Regions from separate parts of the Sorghum bicolor genome. Here region 1 is linked to region 2. A link is a contact called in public HiCAR-type data. All regions are on one chromosome and are shown on one strand. Each heading gives the region's core, a stretch centred on a gene start, on an enhancer-like site or on the middle of the called end of the contact. The rest is flanking DNA. Distances are from core to core; before and after follow the strand shown.

Evidence for each region. HiCAR-type assays count read pairs that join an accessible place to other places.
Region 1: a HiCAR-type map of leaf shows a contact between it and region 2, with 5 times the contacts expected there. The contact joins the promoter of LOC8077900 here to the promoter of LOC8077899 in region 2. A contact is called at or near these places in 1 of 4 Hi-C or Micro-C datasets (leaf mesophyll) and 1 of 1 datasets of contacts at active chromatin or transcription factors (leaf).

What each region holds. Positions count from the first base shown.
Region 1 is chr9:45,253,979-45,258,368 of Sorghum_bicolor_NCBIv3, forward strand. LOC8077900 (caffeoylshikimate esterase) reads left to right here and starts at 2,745. Exons shown (of 8, transcript XM_002439610.2): 1 at 2,745-3,228; 2 at 3,571-3,670; 3 at 4,015-4,047. The coding sequence starts at 3,205.
Region 2 is chr9:45,054,154-45,059,052 of Sorghum_bicolor_NCBIv3, forward strand. It overlaps LOC8077899, which reads right to left and starts at 3,308. Exons shown (of 3, transcript XM_021446982.1): 1 at 2,018-3,308; 2 at 825-916. The coding sequence starts at 3,143. The coding sequence ends at 864.

The sequences.
Region 1 (4,390 bases), core at 1,495-3,994, 200 kb after region 2:
TTGCTAGCGGTGTTGAGCCCGTTTGCTTCTTCTTGAGGGCTAGCTGTGTTTTACTTGGTTGTGTCGAGCCTTTGCCCATGTCTTTGGGGACCAAGTTGTTGGCTTTGCTTTACTCATTGTGAGTGACCCGTTTCGAGCTTACACTTGAGTTGGTTTTCTCTGGCTTTGTGTTGGTGTTGACAATGCACTCATCAAGGGGGAGATTGCGAATACATGGTTTTTACATAACCATTGTGGAGCACCCGTGTTGTGTGATGAGCGATTGTCAACATACCAATATTTTGGTGGGTTGTTGGTTCGGTGGTTCTACTGATATCCTGGCACAGGATTATGTGTCGAAACGGTGTCTCTTGGCTTCGTGATGTGCAGGTGTGGAGTCTGGATGCGGTGGCAGCGGTCGGGTGAAGGTCAAGTAGGGCGTGCCGTGCTGACGGACCGATTGCGGTGAAGGGCGGACGTGAGGCTTGGACTGACGGACCAGACGACCGGGTGGCCAGCTGCGGTGGCTGACACTTGGGACATCAATAAGCGCAAGTGTACACGGCGGGGGACGCGTACGGGCTACGCTACTCGCGGCGGGTTTCGCGGGTTTGGGCCTCAAAACCCGGGCGGAGGTCCCGATGCGGACGGATGGCACGTGGCGGCATCGGTGAGATCGCTTCGGAGCGAGGCTACCGGTGAGAAGGCGCGGTGGCCGTCGGATTTAGGTTATGTCAAGTTGGACTAGAATGCCCCTGGGGCTAGCTAGTTCGCTCAAAAATATCTAGAGGCATTTGGGGAATATGTAATATGCCTGATAAATAAACGGGGGGTTCCCCATCTCCCTAACTCTCTCCACCTACTGCTCTCTCCCTCCTGTCTACTGCTCTCTCCCTCCTGTCTTCCCGTTCCGGTAGGTTTTCAGTAGGTTTTCTTCCTCTTTAGTTCTTTAGTAGAGAGATCCACAAACTGTGATTTCGTGTATGATCTGAGATTTTTCGAGTTGGGAATGGAGGCCCTAACCTCTTGTTGTCCTCTGGACGTGAAGATTTGAGCAGTGGCTATGTTCTTCATTTTCCCCTATTTTCGTGCCTAGCTGTGATCTACTTTTTCTGGAGTTTAGATCGATCTCAGACATTGATTTTCTGGGAATAGTTTGGTGGCCTGTTGAATTTGGTCTGTGCAAAATCTGGGAACGATCCATGATGATTTGATCGGTTTCTCGTTCGTTTTTTTTTTGTTCTTTTCTGTTCTGTTCTTCTCTGTTCTTGCGTTTGTCGGGCTCCTGTTGGTTCTGTGGCAGCATGGGAGACATGAGCGAATAAATCCTAGCAGCAGTGCTATCAGCACCGTGCGCTTAGGCGCCGTGCACGCTCCATTGAGCAGCACTTGCAACAGGTCTTTGTGGACGCCCGCCATACGCTTCCCTGTTCCAGTTCGCTCGTGCCCAGCAGCTTGGCAGCTTCTCCTATCGAGCAAATTGCAAGTGGCGCAGAGCTACAACAGCAGATGTCCCTGTCTCTGTGTTTGTTCTCTAGACGATTCTTGAGTCAGATCTCCTAGTTGCAGTCCACCGTTTCCAAGATTGCTCATTCAGTTTTCCTCCGTACTTGTTTGTTTCTGATTCAAGTGCAAGAGCATACAATCCAGTAGTAGCAGGAGCTTTTTGGTCAACAGAGCAGATCGCTGCTAGCTTCTGTGCAAATTGCAGCAGCCTGTGATTTTATTTCTGTTAGTTTGCATTTGGTCAAAAGCTTTTATTTGCTTCCGTAAAAAGCTTTAGGCAATCCTTGGTTAATCCTTGATTTGAAGATTTAATTTACTTCTTCTACTTGTTTGCTATTCACGGTGGTGAATTTATTTTCTTCTCTGTGATTGGTGCTAGTAGGCTTGGTCAGGTGTAGCTGTGCCGAAGTAACATGCTTGTGCAGCTGAGCGAAATTTTCTTTTCAGGGGATTTTCTGTCCAATATTTCTTTAGCCACGATTTTGTGTTTCGCTTATTCTTTGGTCGTTCGAGCTCCGAATTGATTTCCATCAGTTGCGATGGTCCTCTACCATTGCAAGGAATTTTATCTAATTGCTCTTGTCACGAGTTGACTTGAGAAATTCAGTTTCGGATACTTGTTTGAATTTGGTGGTGATTTGAGACAGCGGCCAAAAATATTTCGGAAGAAAATTTACGGCTCCCATTCACCTCCCCTCTCTGGTCGCCGTTTTCGGTCCTTCAATGATCCAAGCCGGTGCTTCTAAAATCATAATACGAGAAAGTAGGTATTATTGCAAAAGCAACTTTAGATTTCACATACTGTTTAGTTTCCACCCAAAAACATTTTATTCCATCACATCGAATGTTTGGACACATATATAAAATATTAAATATAAATTTTAAAAATCAATTAAACAATTTACGTGTATTTTGCGAGAAGAATCTTTTAAGCCTAACTAATCTATAATTAGACACTAATTACTATAATTACAAATGTGCTACAACATCCAAAAACTTCTTTTAAAAACAGTAGAAACGCTTTTCGAAAGCTCAACCAAATACGGCCCTCATCTTAAGTTATTAGGACCAGCTGCAAAAAGGGTTTAGTTGCCATTCCGTGTTCCCGTTACAGCCACGAGCCATCATCTCCAGCTGAAGATAGTAGTACTAGAAAAAGCGAAGATACTCGTCATTTGATCTGTATATAGAGTATTATAAACTATATATCGGTGCCTGCCTGCCGTTGTGCATCCCGAGAAGAAGGGGAGGTCGTAGATATGATGATCCCGGCAGATGACGACTGAGCGCGCGGATCAGATCGGCAGACACCACCGTACCAACCAACCTGTCTCTTCTTGAAACGGTGGCCAGCGGCAGGGTGGTTGTTCCGTTCCGGCAACCGCAGCGGATCCCCCATATCCTGAGACTGAGTCCTGACGGACGCCCACGTCGCACCTCGTCTCCCTGTCTATACAGCCCGGGCCGCGTTCATACGGCACGTGTTGCGCCTCCTCCACACGCTTCCCGTCGGTCTCCCTCCCACCGCTTCCATCGTCTTCCTCCTCCCCCTCCTCCTCGATCTCTCTGCTAGCGACATCTCTAGCTGCGCATGCATGCGCTCTCTCTGTGACATTCATTCCTCCCTGCGTATTGCTGCCGTCTGATTCTTCTCCAAGCTCTGATATACTGTATTCGAGGAGGGGTTACGGCCGGATTATTAGCTGCAGCCTGCAGAAGATGATGGACGTGGTCTACCATGAGGTGAGCAAAGCTCCTTACGCTGCTAAAAGTTTTCTGTTCTTCATCTTTGGCTCGGATTGAGTCGCTGATATATGATGGCGTTTCAGTCTAGTGATAATAATAGTTTGCTTGTTGTTGACATCAATCAATCAATCAAAAAAGAAAAGTATAGAAAAAAGAATCTGTAGTTTAGCCCCGCTATCTCCTTGCTTCAATTCCTGCCAAAGTTTTCTGTTCTTCATCAGTCCATCTCCATGCTAGATGCAATTAATTCCATTTAATTTCGATGGTTCTTTTCTCTTATTATCTGTCGACTGTTTGATTCTGATGATTGGCCGGCCGGCCGGGCGGCGGATGCTGCAGGAGTACGTGAGGAACCCGAGGGGCGTGCAGCTCTTCACCTGCGGCTGGCTGCCGCCGGCGTCCTCCTCCCCACCCAAAGCGCTCGTCTTCCTCTGCCATGGTACGTACGCGCCTGCTTATTTTGCTTCCTCTACACTTGAATTTCTCTCTCACCATGCATCCGCACAATTGTAATTTAAGCCCGTTGGTTTGCATTGGTCAAGTTATCATCGTCAAATCGATTCAAGACTAGACCAATGCGTCATCTCGGTTAAGTTTTCCTCTATACCAAGCTAGTTTGCAAAGTTTTCCACAGTACTATGACTATAATAATAATAGTACGTAGCTAGCTTAGAATGGCATCATCAAAGCACAAAGAGTTTGATTCAAAGGATGCATGGTTTTGACATTGACCTTTCCTTACTTGCTTGTTCCTGTGCATGCATGTGTTGCTTTTCAATTCAGGCTACGGGATGGAGTGCAGCGACTTCATGAGAGGTACGCCCCTGAGTTTTTTTCATGCCCGTGATCATGTCCTTCTCCTCCTCATTGTCTTTTCCTTTTCGGGCGCACAAATAAACCACACAACACATGATCGGTAGCTAGAAAAGCGAAATCGATCGATGTCTCAGTTCCACTAACAACTCTTGGTGTGTGATGATGTGTATAGGACAAAGGACATGTACCTCCTATCACAAAAATTCAGACCTCACGTTAATTACTTTGATGCTCGCTAATATACCATTAACGTACGTGCTCTTCTAGATGCATGCCTGTTAGTAATTACTCCCTCAGTTTCAATTTACAGGTTGTTTTGGTATTTCTAGATATGCAACTTTTC
Region 2 (4,899 bases), core at 2,058-4,557:
TGAAGGCCATGCATAAACTACGCAGCCATCCCAGAAAACAAAGTTATCCACAAGTACTCTGGAGAAGAGTGTTTCACTAGTTCCCAATGAAATTAATTCGAATTCAAATAATCATAAACTGAGAAACAACAAGCAGCATTTTGCTCTAAACCAGTACAACTGCAAACATTACATGCGACGTGTTTTCCACAAAAGTTTTAATTACAGCACTGCTATTACATAAGTTAATATGCAAGCCGCAGTTACTAAAACAAGTTGCAATGCGAATTAACCTACTCATGGCCTAATAGGGTGCTCATAGTACTGGAAAAAAACAGAAAAAGAAAGCACTATGGAATAATTGCACACATTGAAGGCCAAACAACGACCAAAATTACTTGTTTACTGAACACTTCTTTTTCTCAGATACAAAGGAGAGCTGTGTATTATTTCACCAATATAAGAAATAAGCTTGTTAGGTTAAAGGCCCTAACTGCCTGAACAATTATACTACTAAACACATTAAAATGCAGTCTGTTTGCAACCTAAAGATATTGATCTAAACTACAATTAGGTGATGGATTTTTTTTTCTCGAAAACACAGGAGAGCTGCGCTTCGTTATATTAAGAAGAAAGAAAGGGGCTAGAGCCCTACAACACACACACCACACACAGCCCCATACAACTCAGAAATTACATTCACCCCAGAAAATAGAAAGGGGAGCGAATTAGGTGATGGATTTTCTAAGCATTTGGAATATATATTCAGCTAATATGCTGACAAGAAAAATAACATACACAAAGCAAAAGATAAATTAACATCACCTGTTCAAGAAACACCTCACCTCAGTTTACAAGATATATTGGGACATTCATGCCAATTCTCATGTATTGTTCAGCATTTCAGCTCTATCGTCTCCATCATCAATGCCCAAGCCTATGAGAAAAACAAATTCAATGAACCAATAAAAATAAGTAAAGCCAAATTGATAAAATAGAGAAAAGGTTTGCTAAAATTATGTAACCTATTAGCTTTTATTACAAGGTTAGAAATGGGCAAGAAAGAGGACCACATCTATGTCAAGTACACTGTACACAGTAAATCACTCTGAATAATTATACTTATTATCTACCTAATGTGGGACATGTTTAGCCAGATAAACATTAAGGTAACTACAACTACTTAGTTCTAGCCATTTCAAATGAACTTCAACTAAATAAGTTCAAATTAAGAAACTTCAGACAGAAAAACAAATGAGAATGACCATTTAGATGTAACATGTTACATCAAGTAAAAACTTGCCCTGAAGATCAGAACATTATTTAGTTCTAATCTAACCCACCCAGTAGAAGTGAAGACATCACCTGCAGAAGTATTACTCCACAAGCTAAAATTCATGTACTTCACTCAGATAAATCATGAATATACATTGCAGAAATGTAATGAATGAAATAAACAGTAAGCTTTAAGGGGGTGTTTGGGACTGCTCTGCTCCACGTTTTTCAGCTTCGCTCCACGTTTTTTAGCCAAACGGCTTCAGCTCCACGCACTAAGTTCGAGGAAAAAGGGTGGAGTTGTGAGAGCACCTAAAGAGGTACTCCACAAACTCCAGTTTTTGTGGAGCTGCTCCACAGTGCAGTTTGTGGAGCAGTCCCAAACACCCCCTAAGTTTCCAAGTGTGGCAATCAAACTACTTATTTAGGACACTGAACTTACTTAAGTGCTAGTATTGTCAAAAATTTCGTAACATTTCGAAGCTGGTGCTGAAAGCAGCAGTTCAAGAGAGCACAATTAAATCTCCTTTGCATACTTCAATAGCCTGGCAACAATTAAATTTTCTACGAGGTTCATGTAGTCCAAAAGTAATAATTGTACCAAATTACTTTATTATGAGTTCACTAACTTGAGAAAGAGAAAAGATTACATCGCATATGTTCAAACTGCTAGTGAGCTCCTAAGCATATGAGTGATATTTCAATTGCCATATAGCAAAAAAAGTTGGATCTCATTACTTGTGCAACATAAAGATAAGCTTACCTGCAGTATATAAACTTGTGTAGGGATAATAGGCAGTAAATGAATCGCCTTGGAAAAGTTTCGTGAACCGTGTTGACTCAAGATGGATCATGTAGATGCCAACGCTCGTACAAATAAAGAAAGCATTGCTATCCTCATCAAACCCCAGAATCGTTGCCGTCCATATCCTTGTTAACCGATCTAATGAAAGGAGCTTATCTAGTTCAATAGTTTTCCATGGCACCCACGTGCCAGCAGCATCTGAATTGGTCTCTCTCTGCCACAACTGGATGCTCAGCTTTGACAGAGTTGCAAGGCCAAGCTTGTTACCTTCTAGTCGCAGGGCCTGAATGCCTGAATTGTTTGTAACACGGGGGTCCTCTGGCTTCTGAATTATGGCTAGACTCTGGCCATCCAGATCAAACTCAAGGATGTCACTGGTACCTAAAAGTATCCAGTAAAGTCGGTTTCCAACTAGGACAGAAGGCTGATGCAAACGAGACCATGGAATAGCTATTGAGGTGATATTGCCCCATTTACCAGACTCCGATTCATATAGGCACGCGGACGCAAGTGTGTCGTGGAGGTCAGTCTGATGCACCAATACCAATTTGAAGGGGATCAAGCGGCAATCACCGTGCACGTGGCCGTCGCCGGAGGAGCTCAGCACGGCGCCTTTGTAGTAGACGTGTCTTTTGTTGAAATCCGGTGGGAAAGGCACGCGGCACTGGCTGCCGGTGACGGGGTTCCACACCACGGCCTCAGACCGCGCGCGGTCAACGAAGAGGGCGAGGCCGTGGCGGCAGCCGAGGAAGCTCAAGTAGTCGTCGCCGCGCCGCCGCCGCGGCAGGGAGAAGCGCGCGCCGGGGATGCGGTCGGGCCGGCGCAGCGTGGGCACGAAGTCGATGTCGCCGTCTTCGTCGGCGAAGAAGCCGAGGAGGGGAGGCGCCCGGTGGTGGGCGCGGAAGCGGCGGAGGAAGGCGGGGTCGGAGAGGATGCGGCGCCAGCGCTTGCAGACGAGCGAGGCGCGGGGGAGCGACGAGGGGAGCGGCGGGAGGCGGAGAAAGATCTCCCGATGGATGTCGTCGTTGTCCGGCAAAGGCGCCGCCTCCGGCTCCAGCGCCGGCGAGGTGGCACCCTCACTCATCGGGACTGCGCTTGTTCTGTGGCGTTCCGTGAGGCCTGAGCTGGCCGGGCGGTGGAGGGCGAGCGGCAGTCCGGCGCGTCGGCGTCGACGGCAGTGTTAGGAAGGAGTAGTTATGTCGGGTTGCGCCTGCGCAGCGAGACAGTCAGCGACACTGCCACAGGCCCACAGCGTATGAGATTGTTTTTTTTTGTTGTTTTTTTTTCGCATCATGAAAATGTCTTACGATGAGGAGTTTGTGAGCATGTGACGTCACGTTCTTCGGGACTGTTAATTTCACAAATTTTTCTTTTTAGATTAAATATCACTTTAATTTCAATATTTAATTTAATAGTATTATTATTTTATCGTACGATCCGTGTGTTTTTAGCAGTACAAAATTTTTATATCCCGTAGCAACATACAGGTATACTACCTAGTTTCTACTTTTATATTTTAAATAATAAAAAATTAAGACGCCGGATGAAATTGAAGCGTCAAGTATTGACCCACGAATCAAATAAAATAAAATAAAATAAAATTTATTAAAGATATTAATATTTGTTTTTATTAAGCCGGACAGGGCAGGCAGAAAAAATATTGGCAGCCTGAAATTTTCTCTCTTTATAAATAGGTATAGATATGTACTTTTATATTAAATCTATTTAAAAATATAAATATTATATTCTTTTCTATAAACTTGTACCCTAAATCTAAAATTTGTATTCATTTTGGAACTTGAACGAAGGAAGTAAGGGCAAAGTAAGAAAGGAAAAACTTACACATTTGTTTTTACATATTTACACAGAGATTGTATCATTACAAGGTTTAGATTGTTACAAATGAAACACGTAAGTGACAACTTAATACTAGAATCAACACTTACGGGTTAAGTCATATATTAAAATAATACATATTTACAACTTGATCCATCTTTTTATACAAGTTAATATACATAGAAATATCACACAACCATTTTTTCCTCTTATACAAAACACGTTATACTTACAGACCCTCACTCATATATGCTCACTCTTATGTCATCCTACCTCTATGATGAGAATCATCATAAGAGCGAGATCTTTGAAATTAGTTAAGTCATCACTCAGCCTGGGCACAAAATACCGAGAACCGAGAACCGAACCGAAAATACCGAAACCGAATTTTTCGGTACCTTGTTCGGTTCCTAATTTGCATGAACCGAATTTACCGAGGTAAATTCGGTACTTTACCTCGGGGAACCGAATTTACCGAAATATGCTGAGTTTGAGTGTAGTTATATTATTAATAGCATTATTTTAGTCTATTATATTTTATACATGAGGTACTATACTCATATAATTTTATAATTGTGTGGACTTGTATATGTATGTGTTTGACACTATTATTCTTTAAGAATTATTTCCAAATTATGTCAAAATTAGCTTTTAAACTTGCTATTATATGTTTATGCGATCAATTCGGTATTTTTCGGTAAATACCGGAACCGAACCGAAAATACAGAAACCGAGAATTTCCTCGGTAGCGATTTTTGGAAGGAACCGATCGGTACCTATTTTTCGAGAACCGAATTTCTATAACCGAATGTCCGCAGCGAGTCATCACATATTTGAACTTGTAATGAAAGAGTGGAAAAAAAATTCGCTGGGCGACGGGTGCATCCCTCGGCCGGTGCGCCCCTGCACTCGATGGTGGACGCGTGGCTAAGGAAAGAATCAAAAGTTCTGGAAGCGTGGCTCCTCCTAACACATCTCTCGGCTCCTCGCGTGAACGGTGGGAC